Linked DNA regions of Mus musculus: region 2 is linked to region 1. A link is a contact called in public HiChIP or PLAC-seq data. All regions are on one chromosome and are shown on one strand. Each heading gives the region's core, a stretch centred on a gene start, on an enhancer-like site or on the middle of the called end of the contact. The rest is flanking DNA. Distances are from core to core; before and after follow the strand shown.

What was found. HiChIP or PLAC-seq counts read pairs in DNA pulled down with a chosen protein or histone mark.
Region 2: a contact with region 1 is called in an H3K27ac HiChIP or PLAC-seq map of trophoblast stem cells, with 12 read pairs. The contact joins two enhancer-like sites. A contact is called at or near these places in 1 of 484 Hi-C or Micro-C datasets (cerebral cortex), 6 of 115 datasets of contacts at active chromatin or transcription factors (embryonic basal ganglia, embryonic hindbrain, embryonic stem cells and 1 more) and 1 of 9 other capture datasets (embryonic stem cells).

The regions. Positions count from the first base shown.
Region 1 is chr7:112,501,299-112,504,723 of GRCm38.p6, reverse strand. All of the region lies in intron 1 of Parva (parvin, alpha), which reads right to left. Among named protein-coding and RNA genes, the nearest start is that of Parvaos, 33 kb to the left of the region's middle. Within about 2 kb of position 1,618, at least 71 of the 459 cell types and tissues checked have an H3K27ac peak or open chromatin away from gene starts, as enhancers often do. A contact at or near this core is called in trophoblast stem cells, where this site is marked.
Region 2 is chr7:112,845,996-112,848,967 of GRCm38.p6, reverse strand. All of the region lies in intron 4 of Tead1 (TEA domain family member 1), which reads right to left. Among named protein-coding and RNA genes, the nearest start is that of Rassf10, 110 kb to the left of the region's middle. Within about 2 kb of position 1,522, at least 2 of the 459 cell types and tissues checked have an H3K27ac peak or open chromatin away from gene starts, as enhancers often do. A contact at or near this core is called in trophoblast stem cells, where this site is marked.

The DNA of each region.
Region 1 (3,425 bases), core at 369-2,868:
CTATTGTCATCACCCCAGTGATGTGTAGCTGTAATAATCAACTGTCAACTGGGCTGGGTTGGGAGGACACTAAGACTTTGCAGAATGGAGGGTCATTGGTTAGAAGCCAAAGAAGTCTCATGCATGATAAAGAAGAAAGATGGAGAACGATGACCAAGGAAGGCTGATATTCAGAGCCAGTGTGATCCATTTAAGACAGGGAAATGAAGCCACAGGCTGAGTGGCTCTCATGGACAGAGAGGCAAAAAAAGGCAGAGGAACCAAGTGGCAGGTAGACCACGTGAGCAGGGAGAGTCAAATTCAGCAGGCAGCCAGGGTGGGTGGATGGTCTCGATTTAGACTAAGATGCCATGGTTTTCAGGAATGCAAAGAACACCTCGGTTCCTAAAAGTCAAGTGTGGGTGCACACAAAGTACCCCAGCTTCTGGGGAGAAGGTGCTTCAGGGGAGGGTGGCCTAGGTGGACATATGAAAAAGCCTGAGACTTGGGAGTGCTGAGGTAGTGGAAGGTAGGCCCAGGTCTCCCAAAAAGCATGCAAGGAGTGGGTTAAGCATGGTGGGGAGGTTCCTGGCAGCAGAGCCAGGACTCTAAAGAGAAGGAAGTGGTTAAGGAGAAGTATGAGCCTGGCCGGAGACAGAGCTAATGTGCGTGCATGTGTGTGCACATGGATGTGTGTGTGTGTGTGTGTGTGTGTGTGTGTGTGTGTGTTGGGGGTGGGAAAGAAGACAGCAATGACTTGTGGCCAGAGTGAGGCTCCGTTTCATGGTGGGCCCCACACAGAGGGAAGAGAAGGCTGCAAAGCCTGCAGTTCACTTGTTTTAGAGCTAATTTTGTTTTCCAGGGTAATTTTGACCCTTGGTTCCTCCAAAAGACCAGAAGCAGGATTCAGTCACCTGACTGTTGGTACAGTCATATGCAGAGGTAGCTCAAGCTAAAAACCCAGCAAGGCCTGGTCAAGGGAAGGAAGGCAGAGGAGGAAAGGAAGAACAGAAAACAAGAGGCTGTCGTAAAGCCTACTTTATGACTTTCCCAGAGGCTTTAAAAAGGTATTTATGCTTCGGTAATCCTAGAGAGCCCCTGTAAAGGAAAGTGCGGGCCTGTCATAACACGCCCTGTTCAATGCTGCTCAGTGCCAGGTCCTCAGCTCTCTGTAATCTTAGAAATTCATTCGGGGACCAGGTAGGACCCACCAGGTTAATCTGCCATCCTGCAGCTGTGACAGCAATCAAAGCAAGGACAGCACAACACTCTCCACTCTCACTCTCGGGTCCCTCACATCACCCCTGGAGTCCAAGGCAGAAAGCAAGGCTGCCGGATGGCCCTAACCCACTGTCTTTCAAACGCATCTGGGAAAATCACTCGTGTGTTCCCTGCTTTAACCGCTGGTTGGATGTAGAATCTGACAGTAGCCTGCACACAAGTCTCCGGGGCCAAGCCTGGAGGTCCCTACTGTAGAACACAGGGCTAAGGATGCCTGGGCCTGGGTTAGAAGAGAAGGGGAGCTAGTTCTCAGCCTGCCTCACATTTTCTTCTTCATTTTTATCTGTGGGATCGGGTGTGTGAGAGAGGGGAGGAGAGAGGCCTGGTAACAACAGCTCCCCACCGTTCTTGGTTACTTACATCTGTGGTCAATTTTCCACACTTTATTCCATAAAAGGTAAATGAGACACGGTACTTGCAACAGGATAATCTAAACAATGAGAGCCATGTTACTGTTAAAAATCCATCTGGCTGACCACGCCCAACCCCACATTTTTAACTCCTTGAGGAAAGAAGGATGCCAAGGCAGAGGGGCTGGGACCCTTAGTCTGGATCTCTTCCTTCCTGTCAACCGAAAGGACCTGCTCTGAGGGCTCTGCCAACTCCAGTGTTCCTCTTCATTCTAGGCTGGCCATGGGCACAAACAACTTGTAAAACGTTTCTTCCCAATGCTTTGCTCTTCTTTCTCTTTAAAAGGAAACATTAAAAGCGAGAGAGAGAGAGAGAGAGAGAGAGAGAGAGAGAGAGAGAGAGAGAGAGAGAGAGAGAGAAGAGAGGAGCTTACACACTGTCCAAACTAAAGCACTCAAGAGCTCCTCCTTCCCGCCAGAGGGTTCATTTGCATAATGTTAATTTCCAAAGGCAACACGCGAAGCGAAGAAGAAGCGCATGACTGTTCTTTCCTTTTATTTGGGCTTACACATTTTTCTGGCCATCTGTTATCTGAGAAAATTGCAAACTCAAATAAAAGATGGGAAAATTTGTAAAAATCAGACGGTGTGGGATTTTTAAAATTCTTATTCTTACTCTTTGGGTGGGGAGCTAACGATGATAAGAGATTCCGGGAAAGCTTCGGATGGGTAAGGTCCCTGGAGAAAGGGAGCTGGGTATTTCCCGAGGTGCAGCGCTTCCCACCTGCAGAAGGAATTTGACCTTTGACCTAGAAGTCCGGAAATATTTTCATCCTTCAGAAGAGCAGCTTCTCCCAGCTCCCTTGGAGGGTATTAAAACCACCAGCATAGGTCTGGCTAATACACCTTTTAATTTTTAAAACCATGCTTGTTAGCTTCCATTCAGGTCACATGTTCCAGAATGAGAGCCACAGCAGCAGCAGCCCTCATTCGAAACCACGCCCTCCCCGCGGTGTAACCATTGGGCCAGCCTAAGGAATCCCTGTTGTGGGAATTGGTTTTCAGAGGCGCAGGAGAAAATACGCTCAGATAAGAAGGCCCCAACAAGACTGTCTAAAGTAACCACTGAAAATATTAATTCTGCACACCCTCTGTATAAAGAAAAATTTATTTTTATGTGTATGAGTGTTTTGTCTGCCTGTATGTCTGTGCCCAAGGAAGCCAGAAACGGTGCAGATCCCTTGAAAGTAGAGTTACTGACAGCCGTGAGCCATCGTGTCTGTGCTGGGAACTGAACCCAGGTACTCTGCTCTTGACCACGGAGCCATCTCTCCAGCTCCGAACTCTCCCCTTTTTAAAGGCATCCTGGGACTGGGAGGTAGCTCAGCCAGTGGAGTCCTTGCTTTGCATGAGGATCTGAATTTGATCCCCACATCCCATGTAAAAACTAAGACACCCTGGGCACAGAAGTGGGCGTTTGTTATCCCAGCCTTGGGAAGCAGGGACAGACGGCTCCTCGAAGCTCACTGGCTAGCCAGCCTAGCCCACTTGGTGAGCTCCAGGCCAGTGAGAGACCCTGTAGCCAAAAAAGGTGGGTGGTATCTGAAGAAAGACCCTTGAAGCTGTCCCTCGGCCCCCACACACATATTCACGTGTGTATGCGCACCTGCACGCATTTGCATATGCACACGAAGACACACACAAATAAAATAAAAAGACAGTATGGAAAGTCTTGATAATAACACGGAAAAATGATAACCTAAAGACCTGCTGGGACATCAGTACGCTTAATATTTTGAGACACATTTTGCTATG
Region 2 (2,972 bases), core at 273-2,772, 340 kb before region 1:
ACAAAGGAAAGACTTGGAGGTGAGGGAAGAGGGAGGGGGCTGAGTTTACTTAGGGAAGAAGAGAGGTTGGAGGAAATTAGAAAGAGGATAGAATAATGATTCTCTGCTTGATTAAGTGTTTTGTTTAAAGAAAAGGAAAAGTCACCTGTGAGGTAGACAAGCCTGGGTGTTGTGTGTTGGTGTTTGAGATGTAGCTATGGTCATCCTTGGAGACTGACCTTAAATAATTCAGTCCTCCTACGTCCCAAGTACTGTGATTACAGATATAAGCAAGCATGCCTGATCGTGTACTGACTTTTTTATACTTAAGTAAAAGCTTCATGGTTACTTTTGATGCACACTTCCAGCTAAGCTCTGGGTCGTCCCCCCCCCTCTCTGTGTGTGTGTGTGTGTGTGTGTGTGTGTGTGTGTGTGTGCTTGCATGTGTTTGCATGGATGCATCTGCTCCTCCTTCCCTCCCTCTCCACCTTATTATTCTGAGGCAAGGTATATTCGCTGCCTAAAGCAGCCTCGGGACCCTGAGGGATCTCTCCAGCACTAGGGTTATAGACACACACCCCTGTGCCCAGCTTTCCATGTTGGGGCTATGGTCTAAGATCTAAACTCAGGTCCCCCTACTGTTTGCTTGGCAAACACTCTGCTGACTCAGCTACTTCCCAGCTCTTAAAAAGCTATGTTTTGAGTGTTTTACTGAAAATCTCGTTCAGGGGGCTGGAGAGATGGCTCAGCAGCTAAGACCACTGGCTGCTCTTCTAGATGTCTGAAGTTCAATTCCCAGCATTGATAAGATGGCTCACAGCTGTCTATAAGTAACCCAATGCCATCTGGCATGCTGGCAAACATGTAGACAAAACTCCCATACACATAAAACAGACAAGTTCAGAAGTTCTAGCATATATTTTACAGACTTACAAACATAACTTGTATTCATAATTCTTTGTTTAAAAACACTGAGGAGGAGACCCAAACAGACACAGTGGGCTGAAGAGGGGACATCAGTGGAGGCTGGCCATAAGGGACAACTGAAGGCCACCTGAGTAGGGCTCAGACTATGAGGGAGCCCCTGGCCCAGGTGCCTAGCCCTCTTGCCACACTGTCATAGTTCAGTTACTAGGTCCCTGCCTCCAGCTTGGCTTCTCTTACCAGCCATCCTCTTAGAGCAAACTATAAATACGGTCTTTCCAGAGAAGCCTAGTAAATGTTCTCCCTAGGCCCCTGAGCAAATGTTCCCTCTTCAGTTAGGTGACACAGAGCTATTCCAATCATTGCCCAGGGTCTACCTCCATGGAACTCTTCAGGGTAATCCAGATAACCACTCTTGGTTGGCTATTCTTTCTTTTCTGAGCCCTGTTTCCTGTCTACTGCAGAGTCTTGGCTGTGGGAAATTGACAAGGGAATTAGCACAAGGCTTCCTATTTCCCAGAATACCAGCTCCATGAAGTCAAGGCCTAGGCTGTACCAGATCTGAAAAACCCCCAGAGGCCAAGGGAAGCATCATTCCCTTGCTTTTAAAGTTCAACAGAACCTTTTCCTGCCTGTGAAGATGAAAACAGGCATAGAGTCTGCATACCTGGGGGATGATTGAGCTTACAGTCACTCCGAGAAGTAGCCAGGAGCAGCGGCTGACCTTTAGAGCTGACACTAACACCTTTCAGGGGGCTACTCATTGAGAATGTGGCAGGGGAGGTACAGTCACTTCTGTGAGTCTTCTGCTCAGGTAAACACACATCAGGAACCAGAACTATAACTGGAATGCTGAGATGTCCTTAGCCTTCTGCCCGAGGCAGGGATGGCGATGGCAATTTCTCAATCTATACTCCATGGAACAGCGAAAGGGCAAAGTAGAACTAAGGGTTTGAGAGGGTGGGTGTCAGATAGACTCACGGTTACTACTTCAAGGTTAGAGTTTCACTACGATGTCCAGCTTAAGACAAGTTCTGGTGCTGGAGAGATGACTGTGGGTGAAGCACCTGCCACAAGTGTAAGGAGCGAAGTCTGAATTCCCCGGTACCCACATAAATATGGGAAGGGGTGAGTGGTGGGCCCTTATGTAACATAAGAAGTAGAGACACGGGATCCTGGATCAAGCTGCATTACTAGAGTAGCCAAGTCAGTGAGTGCTGGAGTAAAAAAGAGAGATTGCGGCTCAATGTAAGGTAGAGAGAAATTAAGGAAAATACCCAGTGCCAACATCTGGTACATGCCCCTCCTCTCTCTGTCTCTCTCTCTCTCTGTCTCTGTCTCTCTCTGTCTCTCTCTGTCTCTCTCTCTCTCTCTCTCTCACACACACACACACACACACACACACACACACACACACCCTGGTTGGTTTTCTGTCAACTTGACACAAGCTAGAGTTATTAGGAAAGAGGAGCCTCCATCAGATTGCCTTGAAAGCAACTCTAGGGGCATTTTCTTGATTAATGTATTAATGTGGGAGGGCACAGCCCATTAGGAGTAGTGCCATTCCTGGGCAGGTGGTCCTGGGTTGTATAGGAAAGCAGACTGAGCAAGACAAGAGCGGTATTCCTTCATGGTTCTCCTTTAGTTCTTGCCTCCCAATTCCTGCCCAGACTTTCATCATGACCTGAGAATTGTTAAGCTGAAATAAACACTTCCCTCCCCAAGTTGCCTTTGGTCAGTCATGGTGTTTTATCACAGCAGACAACAGGGTTGCTGGAAAACCAGTAGCCTAAAAAATTCTCCCACTCCCTGGTCTAGAAAAGGAGAAGTAAACTGGCTGGAGGTGGAGAGATGCCGACAACTGCCTCACAAGAGACCCATATTGCTGGAAGGAGATAAGAGATGCCTCAAAGTTGTTCTCTGACCTTCTCAAGTGTTCTACCCTGCCACACACACACTTTTAAAGCAAACAGGCTTATGGCAAAGTGTACCCAGGAGGGACCCAGCTATACACATGCCACTTTTACCAACTCTTTAGGAAGACAAAGAAATGAGATATTGTTTTTAGT